Regions from separate parts of the Mus musculus genome. Here all the other regions are linked to region 1. Evidence: chromatin contacts called from public Hi-C and promoter capture Hi-C data. All regions are on one chromosome and are shown on one strand. Each heading gives the region's core, a stretch centred on a gene start, on an enhancer-like site or on the middle of the called end of the contact. The rest is flanking DNA. Distances are from core to core; before and after follow the strand shown. Region 1 holds the start of Eif4b (eukaryotic translation initiation factor 4B). Region 2 holds the start of Dazap2 (DAZ associated protein 2). Region 3 holds the start of I730030J21Rik (RIKEN cDNA I730030J21 gene). Region 4 holds the start of Hnrnpa1 (heterogeneous nuclear ribonucleoprotein A1).

The links. Promoter capture Hi-C pulls out the DNA fragments that hold promoters and counts their contacts. Hi-C and Micro-C count contacts between places; a contact is called where the count stands out from the background.
Region 2: a Hi-C map of muscle stem cells shows a contact between it and region 1, with 3 times the contacts expected there. The contact joins the promoter of Dazap2 here to the promoter of Eif4b in region 1. A contact is called at or near these places in 5 of 39 promoter capture datasets (the 3T3-L1 cell line, cranial neural crest, erythroid cells and 2 more), 2 of 484 Hi-C or Micro-C datasets (the G1E-ER4 cell line and muscle stem cells) and 1 of 115 datasets of contacts at active chromatin or transcription factors (extraembryonic endoderm stem cells).
Region 3: a contact with region 1 is called in a promoter capture Hi-C map of pre-B cells, with 4 times the contacts expected there. The contact joins the promoter of I730030J21Rik here to the promoter of Eif4b in region 1. A contact is called at or near these places in 3 of 39 promoter capture datasets (hippocampal neurons, liver and pre-B cells).
Region 4: a contact with region 1 is called in a promoter capture Hi-C map of pre-B cells, with 3 times the contacts expected there. The contact joins the promoter of Hnrnpa1 here to the promoter of Eif4b in region 1. A contact is called at or near these places in 3 of 39 promoter capture datasets (hematopoietic stem and progenitor cells, liver and pre-B cells) and 1 of 9 other capture datasets (pancreatic islet).

The regions. Positions count from the first base shown.
Region 1 is chr15:102,072,240-102,075,658 of GRCm38.p6, forward strand. It overlaps Eif4b (eukaryotic translation initiation factor 4B), which reads left to right and starts at 1,534. Exons shown (of 15, transcript NM_145625.3): 1 at 1,534-1,724. The coding sequence starts at 1,712.
Region 2 is chr15:100,613,965-100,617,383 of GRCm38.p6, forward strand. Dazap2 (DAZ associated protein 2) reads left to right here and starts at 1,698. Exons shown (of 4, transcript NM_011873.2): 1 at 1,698-1,760; 2 at 2,949-3,067. The coding sequence starts at 1,748. C330013E15Rik (RIKEN cDNA C330013E15 gene) reads right to left here and starts at 1,146. Exons shown (of 2, transcript NR_045701.1): 1 at 820-1,146; 2 at 176-726.
Region 3 is chr15:100,731,030-100,734,448 of GRCm38.p6, forward strand. It overlaps I730030J21Rik (RIKEN cDNA I730030J21 gene), which reads right to left and starts at 1,708. Exons shown (of 3, transcript NR_045782.1): 1 at 1,511-1,708; 2 at 1,335-1,409.
Region 4 is chr15:103,238,491-103,241,909 of GRCm38.p6, forward strand. Hnrnpa1 (heterogeneous nuclear ribonucleoprotein A1) reads left to right here and starts at 1,907. Exons shown (of 11, transcript NM_001039129.4): 1 at 1,907-2,038; 2 at 2,590-2,706; 3 at 2,956-3,102; 4 at 3,413-3,419. The coding sequence starts at 2,024. Cbx5 (chromobox 5) reads right to left here and starts at 1,362. Exons shown (of 5, transcript NM_001076789.2): 1 at 1,243-1,362.

The DNA of each region.
Region 1 (3,419 bases), core at 284-2,783:
GCAAATTAAAGGAGAGGGACTGGGTAGGTACGGCTATCAAACCTTGACAAATGATCTCGTTGTCTCTTTGTAGCCCAGTCTGATCTTCACTTGTTCTGTAGTCAAAGCTTGCCTTCCACTGATCTTTCTATCTCAATCTACCAAGCACGGTGATTACCACTTTTGTATGTGGTGCTCCATACTGAGCTAAGAAAAGTATTTCTGTCTTCTTGTTTTGTTTTTGTTTGGTTGGCTGGTTTAGGGGTTATTTTGTTTTGTTTAGTTTTGTTTTGAGACAGGGTCTGTGTGTATGTAGCCTTGGCTGACTTGGAACTGGATATGTAGACCAAATTAGCCTCAAACTCTCTATACATAGAGATTTGCCTTTGTCTGCCTTCCAACTGTAGGAATTAGAGATGTGTGCCAGCTGGGCATGGTAATGAATACTGTTAATCCCAGCATTCAGGAGGCAGAGATAGGTGGCTCTCTGAATTTAAAGTCTTGCCTGGTCTACATAATGAGTTCCAGGACAGCCAGTGCTATGTAGAGAGACCCTGTTTCAAAACACCAAATTAAATATAAGTAAATAAATTAATTAAGGGTATGTGCCACCATGCCTGTTTCTGCAAATCATTTTTTAAAGTATATTTATTTTTATTTTATGTGCATTGCTGTTTTGCTGCATGTATGTCTATATGAGGGTGTCAGATCCTTTGGAACTGGAGTTAGAGTTGTGAGCTGCCATGTGGGTGCTAGGAATTCTGGAAGAGTAGTCAGTGCTCTTAACCGCTGAGCCATCTCTCCAACCCCTGTTTTTATTTGTTTGTTTTTTGTTTGTTTTATGGTTTGTATGTTTTAGGGTCATAAAAAAATTTTAGGAGCTGGAATTGTGGCTCAGTGGCTAAGAATGTTCCCTGTTCTTGTAGAGGGGCAGGCCATCTGGAGTTGTACCCAACTGCCTTTTACTCTATTAGCCTACTTACCTGTAATGTTTATCATTTGTAGTATTTTATTCAAGGTAGTTTTAATCCCTTTTTATATCCACAAATGTCTGTTAAACAGTGCCTGGCACGTGGCTGGTGTTCAATAGTTTCACTTTTTGAAATATATATTTTTAAAAAAAATGAAGCATTCGCTGTAAGAAATGTGGCTAGCCACTCGGTGCTGGCCCTTGTCAGTCCATTGGAGGGTTAAATGAGGCAAAAGCCCATGGTTCAAATGTTACCTTCTTAATTGAAACCATTCTACGGAACATTATATTTTCTTTGTCTTTACAAAAAGTGATTTAAAAAGAAACTCAGAATCTTCCCTTCGGAAAAAATCAATTGTGGCACACCCATTCTAGATTCCAAGTCCACTCTGTTCCATAGAATCAGCAAGTGCGACCCCGCCCTTCGCGCCGATCCAGCACCCACAAGTCTGTGCGCCAGGAGACTCCGCCCCGGGCGCAGATCGGACCGGACGGCCGCGCCGGGCCCGACGTAAAGCGAAGGGTTTCGCGACAGCTCAGACTCCACCCCTTCGGCCACATGTCGCGCAGGTCTTCCCGTCGGACGCCGCGCCACCCCCTCGCGCTGCTTTACGAACCCAGCGCGGCGGCGGCGCCCCGCCTTCTGCCTCCGTCCTCGGCTCCCCGCCCCCTCCTGGTTTCACGTCTCCAAGCCCGTCGCGCCCGCTATAATCACGTGACTGCCTCATCCGGGTCCTTTGCGTTCTCTCTCCCTCTCCCAACATGGCGGCCTCAGGTGAGTGAGCGGCCGAGCGTGGCCAAAGACCAGGCTCGGAAACAGCCTCCGGGCTTGGTCCGCTCCTTGCTGGAGGTCGGGGGCAGGAGGCACCGGCTCCTTTCGGACCTGGGGGCAGCGGCAGGCTAGCGGCATGGCCGCTTGAGGTTACCGCCTCGGGATGTCTAGGGGGAGGGGAAGGCCTTCCCCTCCCCCTCACACCCTTTTCACCCCGTTGCGCGAGGTTGGAGTAGGCAGAAATGGTGGACCCTGCCTTCAATTGGAGGAGGCAGCACAGAGAGACGTGCGGGAGGCGCGAGGCTCTCAAAGGCGTGAAGCACCGCGCCCGCGCCAAGGCGCGGGTGGAGGAAGGAGGCGGTTGGCGCGCGGACCGGAACACATTGGGCCGGGTCTCCAAGGCGCGAGGCCGTTGCGGACCCTCGTGGGGGCGGGGGGGTGCAGTTAGAACGCGAGCGCGAGGCTGTGGAGGGGCCGATGAAAGCAGCGGTGCGCGTGCGCGGCACGGGCGACGAGGCGAGGTGGTGGAGAAGGCGCGCCTCAGAAACACGCGCTGCTGGACTCCAGATGGGAAGCCTGGATGGACCTGGCTTTTGCTCGTTTATGACCTTGTACTTTAAGCTTTAGTCGGTTTGGGAGCGTGGCACGGCCGCTGTACTCCCAAGCGAACGCATATTAGGTTTGGCCCCACTATAGTTGGGGGTAGGGAACCCAGGGTGCTCCCACGTGTTAGGTGCTGTAGGGATAGACACCTAGATTTCTCCTGTGCCTTTTTCTTTCCACCTCTTGATTCAACCAACAGTTTTTATTGAGTGCACACTATATGCCAGGCAGAGGTGGGGAAGGAAATCGGGGCGTTGCATTATATAGAACTTCCATTTTTTGGGTAGTTTTAGTGTCAGGATTCAGCTTTTGTCATTTTCCCAGATAACTGGGAAACTTCCAGAAGGTGCTATTAAAATAGTGGCTAGAGGTTCTGCGTGCGTTTGTTTGTTTGGTGGAATGTATATTCCCTGCATTGCAAGTGAGGTTTGTGGAGGTCGTTTCGGGTTTTGTTTTTTTGTTTTGTTTTGTTTTCCAAGTTTTTTGCTTTTTGGGTTTTTTTGGCATTTGCAGTGGACCTGTGAATACCAGAGGGCTTTTAGACACCCAGCATTAGTTTTCGTTTTAGTTTATTTTTTATAGCATAATCTGTTAAAAATACCTTTTGGATTGCTGTGCCTAAACTGTGCGACAAGGTCTCTCATTTAGCTCTTGACTATCTGACCAGGCTTGCCTTGGGGTTGTTGGGATTAAAGGTGTTTAGCAACACGCCTGGCAACATTCAGTGTCTTAACCAGAAGTCCATCTTTTCTAATATTACAAGGAAATCGGGTTCTGTCTTTGGAAAACTTTCTCACTGAATCTACTGCCTTCGGCCATGAGAACTTCCTTTCCTCCCCTGCATTGCTGGACATTGAACAGAGTTTTTGGCCGTGCCAGGCAAGCACTCCAAGCTAAATCCCCAACCCTGGGTAACAGCTTTTGTTAGTAGAGCACTTAATTGAACAAGCCTGTGAGAGCATGTAAAGAACTGGTGGTTTCTCCAGCTGAGGAAAAATTGCTCAAAGATTTGTCGAGGGTCACGTTGTTTGCAGGTAGCAGATCAGACAGAGTCACAGTCCTGGAAACACCAGGTTCCTAGCTGGGCTCATTAAG
Region 2 (3,419 bases), core at 448-2,947, 1.5 Mb before region 1:
AGGAGGGCCTGGATATTGAATTAACCTTTTCTTCATAAGACAGTGGTCCTTGGAATGGTTACCCCATAGCAGCATCTGACTTTTTAAATTTATGTTGTTGCTACTATTGTTTTTATTTCATATGTCTATGGATACTTTGCTTTAGTCAAGGAAATGTAAATACCACAGTCTTTATGATACTGATTTAATCCAAATCAAATTAATATAAATACTTAATGGGAACTTAAAAAATACCCAAGAGAGTTCCCTAACATCCTTTAGTTAGCGCAGCCTAGTTAGGGGATGCTCTGTGTGCTGACAGGAAACCAAAATGGAAATACTGACCCGGAACCTGGGAGGCCGAACACAAAACTCAAGTCTGTAACCTGTCCTTTAGATCAGTTTTTCTTTTCTTCTCGAATGTTTATTTTTATATGTGTGTCGGCGTGAACCCATGACACTCATGCGCAGGTCCCCAGGCTGAACTAGATCAGCCTCTCAGGCTGCTGTGCTTGCCGACTGGACGAAACTGCATTTACAGGACGCCACGCAAACTGTTAAATAGACACCTGACACACAAGCAAGGCCTTCGGTGTCGGACGAATCAGGAGTCCGTTCACCAAGGACCTCTCCCTCCAAAGCCTGCCCATCTACTTGACCACGCACAACACGAACTTCTGCAGACAGCTGCGGCGGTCGGTTCCTCTGTGCATCTATGAGAGCGCGTTCGGTTGCTCAGCAGATATTCTGGAACGAGGAAACGGGAAAAAATGTGATCACTGTCCTAAGAGACGTCGTCGCTACTCTTCTGGACAACTGAGCGCGGGCTAAACCACTCACAACATCTGTAGGGAGTTTTCAGGTCCCCGTAGGACGTGCCAGGCCAGGGTGCAGGTGCTGGCTGCGTCCCCTCAGCTTGTGCTGGGGCACGGTCTATCTCAGGACAGGGGGCGGGGCGCGGGGACACGGTCCATCTCCGAGCACGAAGCCAGGCGCTGGGCCCTCAACAAGAGGCCTGGAAGGACCAGAACGGCGGACAGGCTAAGGTCTGAGGTCTGGGCTGCGTCTCGCAGGCACTGTGGAGTCGTGACAGCCTGTGTTCACACCTGAATTTGGTGAGCAGAGGCGACTCACAGTGAGGAAGTCGCCCTGAGATGAGCTGACTCCGCTTTCTTTAGGGCGGGGCCGCGCAGAAAGGAGGAGCGCGCGGTGAGGGAGGGGTCGCGCAGGGAGGGCGGGGCCGCGCAGAAAGGAGGAGCCCGCGGTGAAGGCGGAGCGTTCAGGGAGGCGGGGCTAGCGGTGCGGTGAGGGCGGGGCCGCGCGGGAAGGAGTGGCTCGTGATAAGGGCGGGGCGCACGGTGAGAGCAAGGACCGCGGTGAGGGCGGGGCCGCGCAGAGAGAGCAAGGAACGCGGGGAGAGCGAGGAGGGCGGGGCCTCGCAGGGAGGGCGGGGCAATTAGTGAGGGCAAAGCGCGCGGTGAGGGCGAAGCCGCGCAGGGAGGGGCGGGGCCGAGCCCAGAGGAGGCGCGCGCCGTGAGGGCAGAGCGCGCGGGGAGGGCGGGGCTTCCGAGCAGAGCAGGGCCGCGAGCGCCCTCCTTGCCGCGACTGGCCGGCCTGCGAGGGGGCGGGGTTTCCGGCGGCGGCGCACTCGGGCATCTCCTGACGCAGAGTGGACGAACGTCACGTGACACGGAAGTGACTCCGAACAGGAAGAGGACGAGAAAAATAACCGTCCGCGACGCCGAGTGGGAGCGGACTCAGAGCCACCATGAACAGCAAAGGCAAGGCCGGGAAGTGGCGGGGGCCGTCGGGGAAGCGGGCGGGTTCGGGTCGAGCGGGCTGGGGGACGTCGGGCCTGGGGCGGTCTGTGCGGCTCTCTTCAGCGGGCCGCACAGCGCGGCCGCACCTGACGTGGCCGCCCCCCTCCACCCCCACAACGCAGCCGCTCGGCCCTCTGGGCCCCGACCCCATAAACCGTGTGGCGCAGTTTGGAGCCGCGGGCTCCTGTGTGTGGGGTGGGGGGGCTTTTCCGTGACGGACAGCGGCTGGAGCGAATGGCGAGCTAGAGCAGGGATTTGGGGAAGCCAATGGAGGGCGGGCGGAGGCGGGGCGCCGCGCCTCGGAACAACAGGCCTCGGCCGAGCTTAACTGCTGAGGTGCCGGCTCCGCTGCACGGCCCAGGCCCTCGAGGACCCGTTCTCGCCCGCCGGGGACTTCTGGCGCTTCCTCCTCGGGGCCCGGACTCGTAGCCGCCCCTGTGCGTTGCTAATGTTTGTGAGAACATGGTCGCGTTCCCCACCCCTCCACCCGCCGCCCTTCTCACGGTTAACTTCCAGTCACTCACTCTTTGGAGGTCGACCTTGACTAGGAACCCGTGAGGTAAACACTGAGAACCGTGGGTCCCACAGAGTCAGGACTGGTTACAGCACAGCCCGGGGGAGATCACCCAGAGGAGTCCCCTAAGACACCAGCAGTCCGGAGACCCCGGAACGGGTCCTCAGACCTGCCCTCTATTCGAAAGGGAACATGGCCAAGTTAGCCTCCATCAATCAGTATGCTAGTGGGAACGGCGCCTTCTGCCCAGTCAGAAGCCAGCACCTTCGGGCGCGAGGGTGCCGAGACCATCCTTATTTTCCTGGCTCTAAGAAATAAGGCAGCCTTATTTGCAGCTCTTCTGCTTGCTCCCCACCCTGTGCACCCTGGCCCGTCTAGTAGCTCTGCTTACAAACTTGTTTTTATTCAAAGTGTGCCTGCCTCTGCCTGTGTAAGTGTCTGTGAGTGTGAGTGTAGGTGCCCACCAAGGCAGAAGGTAGCGTTGAAAGGAGGTTGTGTCATATGTGGGTGCTGGGAATAGAACTGGGGTCCTCAGGAAGAGCAGCACTTTGTCTCACACACTGAGCATCTTTCCTGTTTGCCACCTCCCCTCCTAATCTGACAGACAACATCTCTCCTCCCCTTTTGTATTCCAGGTCAATATCCAACACAGCCTACCTACCCTGTGCAACCTCCTGGGAATCCAGTATATCCTCAGACCTTACATCTTCCTCAGGCTCCACCCTATACTGATGCTCCACCTGCATATTCAGAGGTACTGCAGTTTCCTAGACTTGTAGCTAGTTGAGAACACTCTTGGATCCCCTTGTTAAGTCTTCAAATCTGACTTCACAAGCAGAAGGATGCTCTGTGAATCATCTAGAACTTAAGGTGAAAATTACCATTGGAATTGAATGCAGTATCTGATTATGCTATTTGACACATGCTGACTTAAGCTGAGTTTGGGTCCCTTGAGCACAATAGTAGCTGTGGACGCAAATGACTCAGAATACTGTGTGCCAGTGACTATAACCAGTGTGTAATCTGCAAACACAAGAACTAGGAACAAGGGGCTAGAGAGATGGCTCAATGGTTAAGAGCACTGCTTTTCCAGAGGTCCTGAGTTC
Region 3 (3,419 bases), core at 458-2,957, 1.3 Mb before region 1:
TCTCTAAGGCTCAGGGGCCAGGACCCAGCACCCCTGTCGTTGAATTGAGCGCTCAGAGGGGACCAGAGGCATTCTGGGAAGGCCAGGAGATCACAGCGGGGAAGTTTACTGAGCTTGCTTACTTAGGTGAAGGGTGACACTTTACCAGGCTTTGGGATCACCAACATTTCCTGCTGCAGATAATGGGCCGCCGCTGTCTTTGCTTCTCGTCCCTTGGGTGTGAGACTCGGTGGTTTGGCCTTTGCTCCCACCTCCCTTTCACTTAGCTCTTCGACCTTCAGCACTGTGTGATCTTAGTCAGGTCCCAACTTGACCTGAGGGACCTCAGACTGCTCCAGGGTAGGCTCATGACCTCTTACTCTGCCTTGGAGCGTGAAAGAGACTGTTTGGCTTTTCGAGGAGTGCCAGCCGATGTGTGTACCTCAAATTCTGAAGCTGTTATTAATGAGTTCACTTTGGGAATAAGAAGTTGATTAGCGTTCATTAGTTATGGGAAACAAAGGTTTCATTATGACACTTCGTAGATGTATATATAATGCACTTTGATCATTTTCAATCTGTTTCTTTTAGTGATTTGTGTGTGTGTGTTGTACATGCAGGTCAGAGGTCATCTATCTATCTATCTATCTATCTATCTATCTATCTATCTATCTATCTATCTGATTCAGAATCTCTCTAAGTAACCCTAGCTGTCTGAGAATTCATTATGTAAATCAGGCTGGCTTCAAACTCAGAGATCCACCTGCCTCTACCTCTCTAGTGTGGGGATTAAAGGTGTGAGCCACCCCCCCTTTCATTTTTGCATTTCAAGAAAAGGCCTCCTGTAGCTAGCCAAGCTGGTCTCAATCCTCGTGAGTCAGCCTCTCAAGTGCTGGGATTAGACAAATGAACCACCATGCCTGACTATGATTTTAAAGGTGACTTAAGTCTTCATAATGACTAGCTGTCTAATTTGGAGGTGCCTGCTGTAGACTTATCCCTAAAACACTGCGTTCTCTCCTAGCAGGGGTTGGGGAGGGCTCCCTTCCCCACTGCATGGGAAGGTTCTGATGCACCACAGGGCAGAAGGGGACACCCTGACCTCCGCTGGTGGCAGCCCACTTAAAATTTGGCTTTCATTAATTGAACACGGTGACACACACCTCCAATCCAAGCAGCTGAGAGAGGGAGACAGGAGGATCAGGGTTCAAGGTCACTGTTGGCTAAATAAGTTTGAGACCATTGTGGGCTGCATGAGACCCTAACTCAAAAAGGGGGGAGGGGCATCGATGTGTCTCAGCAGGTGAAAGCACTTGTGCAACCTCTGATCCCTGAGTTTAGTCCCCAGAACTTACATGGTAAGAGAATCGATTCCCAAAAGTTGTCCTTGTTCTCCACACAAGCACCCACACTCACTCACACCCACGGTACTAATAAAGAAAAGAAAAGAACATGATTTCTGTTAAATGACAAGTTTATATGTGTACTAAATAAAGGGAAAATCGGGCACCAGGACAAGATGCCTCCCAACCTGCTGTCCGGCTCCTGAAGAAGTCATCCACACATGCTCACAACCATCCTTAGGCACTTCTGAGGTGGCAGGCTCAGATTCTCTCAGCTGCAAGGACTTGAGATGGGCCTTCCTAGAAGCTTTGTAAATTTCATTATCTTCCCGCACAGGCTGCTGTTTGTTGCTCTACCATTTAGGTTCTGGTTTGGAGTGCTCTGCACTTCCGTCTCCTTTTTTCTTTTTTTCAAGGGGCTTCCCCACCATAGCGCAGGAAGTTCAGTGAGGAGCAGATCTGCTGAAGCAGAGAGACAAGGCAGCTTTGTGAGCTGGTGACGTCAGTTCTGCCCCTTATGGCTCCCTTCCTCCCACTCTCAGGCCCTGGAGAGAGACAGCGGCTTCTGAGTGTGGCAGACTCAGGGGAGGGGAGTCTTGCCCTTCACAGAGAGGGCTAGCCTCTTATCCAGAAACACTTGTGGGGGCCAGGCGAGGTGCCTCTGTGGGGAAAAGTACAATCCCAATGAGCTGAGTTTGATCCCCAGATACCACACCAGCATAGGCCAGAAATCACAGAAGTGTGATGATGTAGGTTAGAAGTGCGGACTGGGTTAAGGGCACTGACTGTTCTTCCAGAGGAACGGAGTTCAAATCCCAGCACCCACATGGCAGCTTACAACTGTCTGTAACTCCAAGATCTGACGTGCCCACATAGATGTACATGCAGGCAGAATGCCAGTGCACATAAAATAAAGGGTAAATAAACTTTTAAAAAAGTCAGGAGGTTAAAGGTCGTCTTGACTGCAAAGTAAGTTTGAGGCCAGCCTAACAAAACCAAAAATCTGAAGCCAGTGGCGTATACTGTAATCCCAGTGTCTGGGAGTTGGAAGCAAGAGAGATCCGGAGTCCTTGGCTACATCCAGGCCAGACTCAGGAACATGAGACCCTATCTCCAAACCAAACCAGAACCCAACTCTAAAACAACAGCCAAAACCCAAAACAAAGTGCGGTTTGTTTATTTTTTTAATGCTTTTAGTCTCTGGTAAATAATAAACAACACTACCTTCTAATCCTACAGTGTTGTTGGTGGCTTTCTCCTTCCTTCCTTCCTTCCTTCCTTCCTTCCTTCCTTCCTTCCTTCCTCTTCCTTCCTTCCTTCCTTTAAAGATTGTTTTGTTATGGTTGTTGGTGCTTTGAAATAGGGTTTTTATTTATATACAACTCAAGCTGGCCTAGAGCTGCTCTGTGGTGTCCACCAGAGATGACTGCGCACACACAGTTTAAACCGATACGAAGTCTATTAGCCGGCCCCGGCCAGCAGGACACTGGGTGTTATAACGAGATCCCTGTGTAGCCAAGTCTTTTCTCTTTAAGGATAAAAACCACATTCTGTTGACACATTTCAGTTAGCAAGAACAGTTAGCTAGAAGCAGAACTACAGAAGCCAAAGCAAGGTTAGTACGCTCTGAGACTTTCCCAGAGCCGTGGACTTAGGTGGATTAGGTCTGTTTTAGTTGCAGGTGGTGCTGTCTACGGGCTGAGTTTCACACTCTGGATGGTGCTTCCATCACGGGGTCAACTGTGCTAAGATCTGTGGCCCTGTCACAGGGTTACATCCTCCTGCCTCAAACAGTGGGGTACCACCGTATCTGGCCTCTAAATACTGTTGAAGTCTGCTGTGCTGGCCTCTGTGTGAGCACAGGTACACGGAGATACAAAGACAGGCAAGCCTTCGCTCTTTTCTAGATCCCAGTGGTCAGACTGGGGAGCCTGACGGTTATAAGAGGATTTAAGCCTGGGTAGAGGTCAGTACTAGAGTATAGCAAATGAGATATTTGTCTTATGTGGAAAATTTAGGGGGCAAAGTACCCAATAATCAAGAGAAATGTGTATTTATATATGTGAGAGACAAGGTTTTGTGCAGTTCAGGTTGGCC
Region 4 (3,419 bases), core at 657-3,156, 1.2 Mb after region 1:
TATTATCAACACCAACAAAATTGCAGAGAAAATACAAAAATATATGGAATCAAAACAATGAATAACAACTCAAGATATGGTGGAGTCTTCTGTCCCCAACACCCTAAATACCTCCTAAATGAATCAGCTTTTTCACCCCACACCAGACATCCTCAAATGAACAGCAGAAATAGGAGCTTAGAGTATCTTGAATGTTAGGGGAGAAAAATGTTCTTCGGAGAAGAGATTCAGATAAAAGAATTGGGAACATGAATGGTGGTGACAAGTACATGATGACACAAAACAAACAAACAAAAAACCAAATGTGTCTATTTTTATTAAGGTTTTCATTATTTCATCAATGACAATTATCCCTCAAACATACAGGCCTTGGCCCCACTGTTTCCATAGAAGCAACACGTTTTGACTTTTGACATGTAACTCTCAAAAACTTTCATAGAGATAGAAATACAAATACAGTGTCCCTGGAAATGGGTGCTAGTGGTTAAGTCTATTTTTCTTGGATGCTTTTCATTGCAAGTACTTTACCTAAGTCATCTCATTCAAAATTTCAATATTCTTCTCTTAAAAGTTTTCAAAGACTAAAGGCACGTTCTCCAAAGTCTCAAGTGAAGGGAGGAACGTACCAAAAACTACAAGAAAAATGATTAACTCAAGGGCCACAAGAAAACATATGTTTTCCCTAAGGTAATATACAGAATGAATGCCTTAGTTATAGGAGTCATTTTAAGTTAAAATACTCGCCCCCACAAATGCAAGAGTAAGCTTTATTGGGGGGGGGAGGGGGGAATCCTGTCTTTCTAGTGACTCCTGGCTTGCTCTAAGAATTTAACCAGCCAACTCCCGCGCTCCCCACAGGAGTCCAGCCTCTGCCTCTTGGGGAAGGCCGGCCAATCGCGCGCTTGGGGCTCATTGGCTCGGAGAGACGCAACTCAGGCGAGAAAAACCCGCCTCCCACATTCCGATGGCCCAAGGACCGATCGGTAGGCAGCTATAGGAAAACCCAATTGGCCTATAGGCTCGCCAGTCAAATGCTTCGGCAAGGCAGCTTCACAGAACCTGCAAGGATAAAACATCCCGCCCCAGTTGTCCTATTGGCTGGCCCGACCCGTCGCGGCCCCTTCACTGTCGTCGTCCACCCCCCCCCCCACCAGTTCAGCGGTCCATTCATTTCGTACAATAACCGGTGCAATGGGAGCGGGTTCAAGATCTCGTACGGGTAGACGAGACTCTGCCACTTACCCAAGATCTAAAGTGATCACTCACGCTAAGGCCTGCACGGTTCCTCTGTGGTAAAGCGGCACCACAAGCCACCGCTACCGCCGCCTTCTGCGCAATGCCAACCGCCCGCCAAAACGGATCCTTCCCTGCGCCTGCGCAACCAATCCTGGGCTTGGACCTTTTCTCCGCCCAAAACGCCTGCGCAAAACTGGACGCTGGTCCCGCCACTACGCAGGCGCCTAGGTTCACAACCCTCTCCCGCCCGCCATTTCACGTGTTCCAGGCAGCAGGCGGAACATCGTAGTGCGCCGGCGTGAACTCGCCATTTTTATTACACATGCGCCTTATAGGGAGTGGCTGGGAAAAGTCGCGGTGAGCTACTTTGTAGCGTGCGGTCCTTTGACGAGTGAGTTTGTAATGTTCGGGTGTGGGAAAGTTATGAAAGGCATTTAAAAGACGTGAATACATTCAAATATAAGTGACTGGCTAGTTAGCCAATCAATGCGATTAAGGATAAGATCCCTTGGGGCATCAGTGACTCAAAGGGGCGGAGTCTGAATAGAACGCCCAAACGGATGCCGTTTCTTAGCAGGGCGTCTTCACGGGCCAATGGTGGGAGGGAATAATTTCAAATCTCCAATAAGACTCAAGTAAGGGCGGAGTCTACCAATACCGAGAGCGAGGAGGCGGGATAAAAGGGCGAGCAGAAGGTAGGCTGGCGGGCACGTTCGTTATCGTATTCCTTTCTGCTCTTTGACGCTGCCGAGGAAGCATCGCTGAAGGCTCTCGTAACTCTACCGTCATGTCTAAGTCCGAGGTAAGTTGGATGCGCTTTGCAGCTTCTCTTTCTTCCACACTTACTGAATATAGCGGGATGTGACGTGTTTTGCTGCTCGCACCCGTGGTTTCGGTGTTTTATCGATTAGTGCTGAGGCCTACTTTAAAAAAATGCAGGTCGCCATTTTGTCCTCATAGTCACCATGAGGCTGCGATCCGACCGCCATTAACGTCCATGCACTGTTCCTTGTGGCAAACTTCACAGACTAATGATCTGGGGAGTGTGGCCTTTTCTTCCCCTCCCCCATTCTGGTCTAACAATCGCTTGTTAAAGAGATATTAAGTCTTAATGGGGATGGACCCGACTAACCTGTGCCCTTTGTTGCGCGTGCGTATGAAGTAAAAGTAAGGACGCATGCGCTGCGTGCAACTCGAGTGAATCCCCAGCAGCACCTCCTAGCCTAGGAAGGAGCACGTGGTCTCGTGCAGTAATAAAGAACAATAAAAAAGTGTAGCATGTGTTGTTGCGGGGTGTTGATTCATTTTCCCAGGTTCCAGCCCCTCCGCTAAACACTCCCTCCTCCACTTTAGTCTCCCAAGGAGCCAGAACAGCTGCGGAAGCTCTTCATCGGAGGGCTGAGCTTCGAAACAACCGACGAGAGTCTGAGGAGCCATTTTGAGCAATGGGGAACACTAACAGACTGTGTGGTAAGATTAAAAGAAACAAAAGGAAGAGCTGGCTTATTTCTTCCGATTTAATCTGCTGCTTCTTAGCTAAATTGTTTTGTGAAGTTAACTAATGGGATGGTAAAAAAAAATCTGGGGCTTTCTTCAGATCTGTAAGAAGCTTACATTTCCACCCCCCCACTCTGAAGTTTCATGTTTGCCTTGATCAGACTAGGAATGGCTTTTGATTCTGAGATCAGGCAGTGTATTGATTGAATTAACTCTAAACAGGTAATGAGAGATCCAAACACCAAGAGATCCAGGGGCTTTGGGTTTGTCACATATGCCACTGTGGAAGAAGTGGATGCTGCCATGAATGCAAGACCACACAAGGTGGATGGAAGAGTTGTGGAACCTAAGAGAGCTGTCTCAAGAGAAGTGAGTGGTTTTTCTCTTTAACCTGAGACTATGATTGGGGCAGTCCTCAATTGGGAGATCCCCCCCAAGTGGTATTAAAGGCGAGGGCCTGGAGGTGGTGGCACACGCCTTTAATCCCAGCACTCCGGAGGCAGAGGCAGGTATATTTCTGAGTTCGAGGCTAGCCTGGTCTACAGAGTGAGTTCCAGGACAGCCAGGGATATATAGAGAAACCCTGTCTCTGAAAAAAAGGGGGGGGTGGGCCACCACACCTTCCCAGTCATTTAGAAACTGCTACTACTAAATAACTGAAGTCATTTTTCCTTTTTAGGATTCTC